Linked DNA regions of Bos taurus: region 2 is linked to region 1. Evidence: chromatin contacts called from public Hi-C data. All regions are on one chromosome and are shown on one strand. The core of a region is the stretch at or near the end of the contact, and the rest is flanking DNA. Distances in the headings are between cores, read along the strand shown.

Region 1 (4,722 bases), core at 1,371-3,870:
CTGCTTCCAGAGCCGGGGTCTAGGAGCGTCACTGCCTCCACTGCTGAAATTCAACTACCTAAGCACAAACCCACATCACCCACTGCTGTTGCTGCTGCCACTGCCAAAGACTTCAGCAAAAAAAATTTTTTTTTTTTAATTGGCTTCTTCCTTCCACTCACCTTCCAGTCTCCCACCAGTGTCTGCCATTGGTAGAGCTCACTGGGAAGCCAGCTGGCTGGGGGATCTGGGAAATGTGGTTTGCAGGCTTCCATCCCCTCTATAGAGAAGGACAAGGAGGTGGGAATGGAACTGAGAGACTATAGAGGAACAGCAGGGTGCTGGTTCCTCCACACACACAGGTGTTTCCCACAGATGTGCATGTATCTCCAGATGCTTTCTACTCCGGTCTATCTGAAGCAAAGAGAACATAGGTTGAATGTTTCAAAACCTCTAACAGAACATTACCTCACCACATTTAACCATCTGATGACCAAACCGCTCTTCTTCTCGGCCATTTACTCCTTTCTTCCTTGGGATTGGCAGGAAATATGTCAATGCTGGTAATAACTTGCGTGTCACACTCCTCTTTGCAAAACACCAGTTGAATCATTTTGGTTTCCTTAGAAACAGGGACACTGGGGACCTCGCATCTAGTCAGCAACACAACCAGTTTCCATGCCCAGTCTATTCCACCCGCACATCAATATGGGTGAACCCCAGTGACTGGCCATCCCTCTCAGGGCTGAGAGACAAGTAATCTTCACCAAGCCTCTGTCCTGGGCCAGGCGCCACGCTGTGTGTTCGCACACAGAATCCACTGTAGTCTTCCTAACTACTCTGACTGCTAGGGGTGGGTGCACCCATTTTTCAGAGTAGGAAAATAAAGTCCAACATTATAAATGGGACAGTCAGAGAATCTGAACCCAGGCCTGACTTACTCCAAAGCCAAATTATTTCCATAACACCCGCAGCCTCTAGATCTACCTTGAGATAACTCCCAAGCATGTAAAGAGCAGGAAGAGGGCTGGGCAGAAGAAGACGAGAGCTGAATGACTGGTTGGGACAGGAGTGGCAACAGAGCAGGGGCTGTGATCGTCACCACTCGTCACAGCCGTCTTTCCGCTTGTGTCCCCTCTCCCTGCCAGTATCTCTCAGAGGTTGAGAGAGGCCTGGGTCACTTGCTTTTATTATTTTTCCCAGAACACAGTATAAGTTTGAATTTGGGGTTTCTGTTGATCTCCCCCACAGTGGGTCCCTGGGCTCCCCCTCCTTCTGTCTGCACCCCGATCTGCTGGGCTCCAAGGGGCAAGTGTCTTACATGACACATGAGACCTCCTCTTTCAAAAGGTTGTAAATACAGCTGGTCAGATCCCAAGCCTGCTCTTTAATTGCTTTCCCTCAGGACCCATTACATCACTCTGCACCCAGGGGAGGGTCTATAAATATCTTCTGATCAACTGAAAAAACACACAAACCTTTTTTTTTTTTTTCTAAAAAAAATCCTCATCATTTTAGGAAAAGAGTGACCACTAAAGTTGATTTCATGGGTTCACTTTGGGATTCGCAATGTTTCACACAGCCACAAAGCATGAAGCCTGTGGCATCGAACAAAATGAAAGAAGCAAACCATAAATATATATATCATTTTCTAAAATCTCTTCTTTTTAAAATTTCATGATCTGAGACAGTGTTTCCTGCCTGGGCAGCCCTGTAGTCAGGTCCTCACCCCACACACATTGCTCTCCTCTGAAGAAGAATGAGAAAGAAAAAAAAAAAAAATGGAAATCTTGTGCTATTGGGAAACTGCTGGCTAAAAACTCCGTCTATCTCAACACTTTGTCCTCCTGACCCAGTTCTGTGAGATATCTTCATGGTCGAAAGCTTTACACATTTAAGCCAAACAGAACTCAGAATCCAGGAATGAGAGAGAAAATGAGATGATCTGAGGTGATAAAATATGCTGTTTTAGCCTAGTCTTCCCTTCTACGTAGATATCATTTACAGAAAAATGGTTTTAAACACCATGTTATGAAAACCCATCACTGGGAAGCAATTCAGAAGAGGTTTCCTTCCGGCGAGGAATCTGGTGCAACTTTTGGAGTTTCACATCTACCATATTTTCAGCAGCTGATCAAAAAGTCAATAATGTTTCCCGGACAATTTTTCAATTTTACACCAGCTACCAGACAGATCATCCTAAGGGTCTGAAAACAATATATCCCTAGTGGTGATTTCTTAGAAGCTTTGAAAGACTTCTAAGCTGAGACAGCTCAGTGAACTCCATATGCATTTTCAAAATGTCACTATTCTGCCTTCAATTTTAGTTCCTCTTTCAGCTGTGGGACAGCAAACGCTGCTGCAGAAATTAGCTTCTCGCACTCCTTTGGGGTCTCTGAAGAGAAATGGACAGAGAGATGTGCATATAATATTCTGTCTCTGGGCCCATGGGCCTGTGCCTGGGGTGGGGCGGTGGAGGGCTCCGGTGACCTGCAGTAGTTCTCCGCAGGGGTCAGATGTCTATTGCCTCAAGAATCTACCCAGAATGTTGGGGAAACTTCTCTTGCAGAGTGATAACAACTCTCCCTCCTCCAGCTCAGGCACTGGCCACAAAAGACAGGAAGGAAGTCACAACTTAAAAATAAAATTCGCACATAAGCATTCAGCCAACGTTTTAGTCTTAATCAGAGGTCTGTCTCATGGTGTCCTACCCCGACCTTCGTCCAATGTCATCAGCAGTCATCTGGATATTCAGACACCCTAGACCATCCCCTCTGGCCGGGATCTTCCTGGGAGAGGTGCCCCCCAACCCAGAGCCAGTGTGTCGCCCTCTGCTGAGAAAACCCTGCCTGTGGCTGGATGTGAGTCCCACACCCAAACGCTGTAGGTTGCCGCTGTGTCCATCCGCCTCGGGATGAATTCCCCAGGCTTTAGGACCATGTCTTTGGATCTCTTCAAGTTTCCCTTAAGGAGGGTTTTGGAACTTGCCTCCTGGCCACTAATGATGGAAAGCTTGTCACTGAGAAACTTTCAGTAAAGTCTCTGCTTTTCATTCAAGTAAAGGCTTCCTCCCCTGGAGCTTGCCCCATCTGGAAGTGGTCCCCGGGCACCATCTGGTCACACGCAGAGCCCCAAACCAGCCAGCTTTCAGTGTCTCCACACAGAGAGAAGGTGGGTTTTCATACCTTGAAGTGAATGAACTACTCCAAACAGCCTTTCAGTACAAGATCTCTGTTCCAGCTTTCGATATGCATATTTATTCTCTCTTTTTTTTTTTAGATCACTTCCTGGTAACAGCCAGGACTCACAGAATGACTGACTCATTTCATATTCCCCCTAGTTGGCCTCAATGCCTACCCAGCTTCCCTGATGGCAAGGCTCTGTTACCCAGAGGTTGGTGTGAAGCCAGCAGCAGAGCCATCTGGCCCCCAGGATGTAGGACATCACCATTTGAATCCACTGATCAGGGTCTATGAAGAGACCGCGGTTTGTAGTCTGGTGCTTCATGAGATGAATTGTCTTTCTTGTGAATGTAGACTCCAAATCATCACTCCATACCAACGAAATTAAGTCAGACACCTCTCCTTAAATCTGCCTTCAAAAATTATTTATCTCGGACAATTCACAGACTCAGTCCTTTTCCTACCCGCTGGCTTGTATGAACTGTGTATTTATTTGCTGACTAAAGTTCTTTCTTTAGTCCTGGTGGCACAGAGTCCTCCCTGCCCCCACCCATGCTGGAGGTTGCATAAACAAGCTTATCTTTTGGCAATGATTTTTCAAAAGCATATGAGTCCTTTTCTTTCCTCTCCGTCCCCCAGGCCCCCATCCTGTACTGTATTGAACTAGTGTCGGCTTCCCAAGCTTTTCTCCAGAGCATTGTGCTGGAATAAGGTCCATGGAAAAACACCGCCTGATGGGTTTGCAGATGCGGAGGGACGATGGGATTTCAGTGGATCGTGGAGAACACCGCTCTGCCGTGTTAACGGAAGGTCAAGGTGCACTGTACTCCATTCATGTCCTTCCTTTAGAACACAAAGGCCAACCTGATTCTCCCCTTCTCACCGTACCAGCTTCTGGACCTTGGTAGCAGATAGGTGTGTCAGCATGGTGATTTGCTGAACCAACTAGTGAGCAAATATTTCCTCTGTAGGTGTAGCTTCCCCAGCCAGGGGCCTCACAGTGAGAATTACCTCCCTGATTCTTTCCTCCTCTGGCCTTTAATAAGCCCCAATGTCAACCAAGTTTAATGGATCCATTTTTTTTCAAGCCTTCCAGAGAGAGAGATTCATAATTGCTCCAGAAAGAGTTCCTTAATGTTCATTAAATCCAGTTTACTTAGGTATTTGATCTGTACCTTATCGGCACACAGTCCATTCTGAAGGAGATCAGCCCTGGGATTTCTTTGGAAGGAATGATGCTAAAGCTGAAACTCCAGTACTTTGGCCACCTCATGCGAAGAGCTGACTCATTGGAACAGACTCTGATGCTGGGAGGGATTGGGGGCAAGAGGAGAAGGGGACGACAGAGGATGAGATGGCTGGATGGCATCACTGACTCGATGGACGTGAGTCTGAGTGAACTCTGGGAGTTGGTGATGGACAGGGAGGCCTGGCGTGCTGCGATTCATGGGGTTGCAAAGAGTCGGACATGACTGAGAGACTGATCTGATCTGATCTATTGGCACATACTAATCCATTGTGTGTAACTCATTTCTCATTATTTTTTTTCACTGAAGTACAG
Region 2 (4,722 bases), core at 1,116-3,615, 100 kb after region 1:
GTCCTTGGAGACATGAGAAAATTGATGCAGACCAAACTCCCCAATGTTAAATGCCCAAAGTTTTAAAGTTTCCACTACTAAGTTCAAACATCTTGAACTAGCTTTGGTATACTGAATATTTGCCTAATAAAGGATACGGGAAAGCAGAGGAAGAGAGAGACTGGGTCATGGTTCATGGAGCTGTCAGGACTTCGGTTCACCATAATCGGTCTCCAATTTAGCCACAAACCCTTACTTTGGATTATCATGACACTTTAACAGGTAAGTAAGTCTGAAGTGTGCAGAATTATCTCTAACTTTTGAAGGACAAAAGAAAAAAAACCCAACTCATTGAGAATGAAAAATGTAGATGTTTAATATTAAGAAGCAGTTACAAATCAGAATAGACAAGAACTTGGATCCAGGAGGCCAAAATCTAACTTCTTAACACAACAGGCTGTTATAAATTATAACCATTCACTAATTATAGTGAAATTCTGGACTTTGCCCCATCAATCAATACATTTTCCAAGGTATTAAAAAATACCAAATGAAATCCTCAATATTCCAGCTACTGAAGTTTTCTTAGAAAACACAAGTTTTTTCAGGATTTTGTCCTTTCCCTCTCCGAAAAAGGAGTGATGGGGTGGGGAGAGAAAATCCTGAGTGCGGGTGCATGAATGGACCTTCCAGGTCGTGGCAAGGAGCTTGCATCTGCCTAACGTCAAGACCATCTACCTTCCCTTCCAGATTGTCGCCAGGCCCTTCTCTGTACCTGCCCTTAAGCACCAAAAAGCAAAGCGCACGCTGCTGAGTCCTCAATGTTATCTGCAGTCGGTCTGAAAACTCATAAACGAATGCAGGCTTGACAGCAACTTTGGTGATTCCTGAAAATCCACAACAGGAAATATAACTCTCCTCCACCCTCCCTCGCCATTCATCAAAAGCAGACCGAGTCACAGCGACGGGGAGGCCGGTGGCAGAGGGAAGATGCCAGCACTCCTCTGAACAGAGGACCGGGCGCATTACCGTTGCCCACACTGGAGGGAGGAGGCAGGAGAGGGAGGAAGCGGGGAAAATGTCCCCAAGTTCCAAACACTATCCTTTAGTGGCAAAGACGACCGAAAACCACGCCGCCAGTACGTGGCCACCTCCACTGCCAGTGCCAAGGGTCACATTTACAGCGATGACCAGGGGTCCCGCCGACACCGGCTGACCTCGGCGCCTCGCCAGGTGCCCGGAAGGCTGTTTATGCGCCCGGCTCAGGCTGCCTGCCTCCTTTCCGCTTCTTCCCCTCTAAAGGGGTAAGGGGGTGAGGGCGCAGCCCCACGCAGCCACACCTGGGGCCCAAACTGAGATGCCGGTGCGTCCTGGGGGGGAGGTGGGGGGAGGTGAGCTGCGTCCTGAAACCCTTCCAACTTGCAAAAGACTGCCCGACCCCTCTCAGAGCCGGCTCCCTGGCACAGCGAGCGGCCGGGCGCCACGATGGGCCGCGGCGGGCATCGCTTGGTGGGCGAGCCCGGCCCGCGAGGCGGAAAGGAAGTGGCGGCCACGGCTTTGCACCAACCACGTTCGGCCGGCTGGCGAATGCCACTCTGCGCCCCGAGCGGGGTCGGAGGGCGCGGGGCGGGCACTCGCGTCCCCACCCCGCCGCCGCCCGCGCCCCGGAACCCCCAGGGGACGCCGGCACCCCCAGCCCCGGGCCTGCCAGCGGGGCGCCGCTCGGTCCCCAGAGGCTCCCCGCCCCCACCTTGCCCGCTCCGTAGCCGAGGCGGGTCAGGCCGAGCGCGCGAGGCCGGCCCGGGGGGCGCCCGCGGGGACCCGGAGGCGCCCGGCGCTAGGCCGCGGCCCGGACCGCTGACCCCTCCCGGGACTCGCCGCCCGAGCCCCACCACCTCCAGCCCCGCGCGGGGACAAGTGCAGCGACAAAGCCCCAGGGCCAGGCCAGACACTGGCCGGCGGGAAGGAGGACGCCGCGTCCCTCCCGGGCGGTGGCGGCAGCGGCCCAGCCCCCAGGAAGCCGGGCGCGCCGGCCAGGCCCCGCGCGCAGCCCCGATCGGAGCCCGCCCGCCCGGCCCCCGGCCGCTGGCACCCGATGCCCGCGACCCTTCCCCGAGCCCCGAGGGTGGGCGAGCCCCGGGGACCGCCCCCGGCGCCCCATCAAGTTTCCTTCGGCCGCGGCGGGAGGCGCCTCTCCCGGCCCGGGCGCGGGGCGCAGGCTGCGGGCGAACGGCGGGTTCCTGCCTATTTACGCCACAGGCTGCCTGGAGAGAGGCGCTGCCGCCGGGCGAAGAGAACGACCCGCTCCCGTCCTTCGGATCCGGTGGCGCCGGCATCTGTAAACACACACACACACACACACACACGCACACACATGCACGCGATCATGTTGTTTTTAAAAGGAGGCCCGACTCCAGCGGACCTGCTCCCCCACAAACACCACCTGGGGCGCAGGATCGCACAGAGCAGGTCTGTGTCCATGGAGCCAGCTCTCCGCATCTGCAAATCCAAAAGTGAAATTAAACCTCCACCAACCTCCTCCTCCTCCTCCTCCTCCTCCTCCTCCTCCTTGCAGCCTCAGCAGCAGCAGCAGCAGCAGCAGCAGCAGCAACCGAACCTGCTTCCCCTAAAACCAGATGATCCATAACAGCGCCGACTGTTCCTCCAAAAATCAGTATTAATATTTATGAACCTCAGCATTTTCCGTCTGCAAAACATCGTGTCAAACCATCAGGACGCGCGCGCACGCACACACACACATACATACACACATCCCCTCCAGTCCTAAACATGCCCTCGAGAAAAACACACACGCACAGTCCCGACTATTATTTGAAAAAAATGTTACCTCTCAGTGTGCTTTTTTCACGCTACCAATACAATTCCGCAAGGCTTAAGTGTTGCTAAGGTGTGTGAAATGGAAATGAAAGCCCGTCAGTTGAATAATCGCAGGAGCAAAACTAAAAGTTACTCCCCGGCTTGCCTGAGAACAGTCCAGATCGAAAGCAAAACAAGGAGAGGAAACTGCGAAGCGCCGAGGCTGGAAATCCCCCCGCCCCCCGCCCTCCCAGAGCCTGGCTCGCTCCCGCCCGCCCTCCGCGCTCCCCCCGCCCCCCCCCCACCCCGCTCCGCCCTCCTCCCTCCGCCCTTCCTCCCCAGTGTTTGTTTCAAGCTTGTGCAACCGGGAGGTGCAGGCGGGGGGAGGCCGCGAGCCTCCCGGCCAGGAGGTGCGGAAGTTCGCCGCCGCCGCCGTTCATTGGCGGGCAGCGCCGCTTTCATCATTTCTCAGAAAAGTCAATTTCATTTTCACTTCCCCACGTCGCGGCCGCGGGAGCAACAAGCGGCTGCTCGTGAGTGTGCTGCCCGCGCACCCGGGCGTTCAAACCACTCGAGCCGGGGGGTCCGGGGGCGGGGGGCTCCGGGGGCGCCAGCTTGGGCTCCAGGCGTCAGCTGGTTGGCGGCAGGCGGGGAAAGCAGGTACCCTACCGACTCCCCATACTAAAGGGCGACCCGAAGGTCGGAAAGGAGGGAGGAGGCTGGCGGCTCGTGGAAGCAACGCTCTTGCCATCCCGTCGGTGGGGCAGGTGTTTACAGCCTGTTTTCCGAGTGAGTAAAACTTCACTTTGTAACACTGCCCACTTCCAAGGAACACAAAGAGCAATGAACTGACAAGACAGCATTACTTAGATACTAGTGCACTACCTGGGCCAAGCGACGCGTCCTTAACCTTATTTAAACCCTTATCAGTAGCTGAGGGTGTAACCATTTGAGGGGCTGCTGTCGTCTGGGACCCTGTCTGGGGGCGATAAGGAAGGCCCTCCCCTAGAAGTTCCCTGCCTGCAGCTAAGATGGGCAAGGGTAAGAGCGGATTTTCCTGAAAGATGTCTCACTGTGGCTGGACCAGGAGACAAGTTTATACTGGAGTACTTCCAGCCAGGTTCCGATTTGGCCTCTTTAACTTACTACCTGGCATTCCCCAGTCAAGTTGCTTAACCTAAGGCCTCAGTCCTCAATGCCCTGAAATGGGGATGATTTAGAGAATGCAAGAGTGCTGCACCAGTTCCCTTCAAAGGGTGTTAGCTCAGACTAACACAGTTCACTTGGGACCTGTCACTTTGGGGTCCCTTGCTGTAAAATAGAGATTCTGACCTCGTTATACCTGTTCCTTCCCCCACATGCCTTTTCATTGGCCTTCTCCCAAATCTCTCTCCCCTCACACAGGAAGTCCATTCCTAGGAGGCCATAGCTACGTATGTGTAAACACTTAACCTAAAAACATAGCTCCAGCAGTCCTCTTTCACAGAAGTATTGAGCTTTACAGACGGGTAAAAGTATCTACGTACGCACATGTGGTGAGGAGAGGGGCGGGTTTAGGATTCTGCTTTGTGGCTGTGGTCCCAGAAATAGATCTGCCATATTCTGTTACTTTTTATCCCCTCTGATAGAATACTATTTGCTACAGTCACTCACTTTCTTATTTCATAAAGCAATGACTGTGATAGATGATTAGAGTAACTATATACAAACTCTGCAGAATTTTTGTCAGTCTTTACCCACCCTGTGGACCCCAAGTAAGAAACCCCGTGGTCCTTAATGTTTTCCTTCCTCCCAACACACCACCCATCATATGGACCTGTTGATACTGATTCCAGATATCTCTGACCCCACCCCCTCTCCCACCCCTCTGCATAGCTTCACTGAGTTATGGCAGTGGCCTGGGGACTAGGCTTCTGGCTCGAACTC

Evidence for each region. Hi-C and Micro-C count contacts between places; a contact is called where the count stands out from the background.
Region 2: a Hi-C map of skeletal muscle shows a contact between it and region 1, with 4 times the contacts expected there. The contact joins the promoter of LOC112444593 here to the enhancer-like site in region 1. A contact is called at or near these places in 2 of 11 Hi-C or Micro-C datasets (liver and skeletal muscle).

The regions. Positions count from the first base shown.
Region 1 is chr27:14,851,876-14,856,597 of ARS-UCD2.0, forward strand. No RefSeq gene overlaps it. Among named protein-coding and RNA genes, the nearest start is that of ENPP6, 13 kb to the left of the region's middle. Within about 2 kb of position 2,621, at least 32 of the 102 cell types and tissues checked have an H3K27ac peak or open chromatin away from gene starts, as enhancers often do. A contact at or near this core is called in liver and skeletal muscle, where this site is marked.
Region 2 is chr27:14,952,727-14,957,448 of ARS-UCD2.0, forward strand. It overlaps LOC112444593, which reads left to right and starts at 2,366. Exons shown (of 3, transcript XM_024986340.2): 1 at 2,366-2,492; 2 at 3,139-3,585. The coding sequence starts at 2,366. IRF2 (interferon regulatory factor 2) reads right to left here and starts at 2,999. Exons shown (of 9, transcript NM_001205793.2): 1 at 2,828-2,999.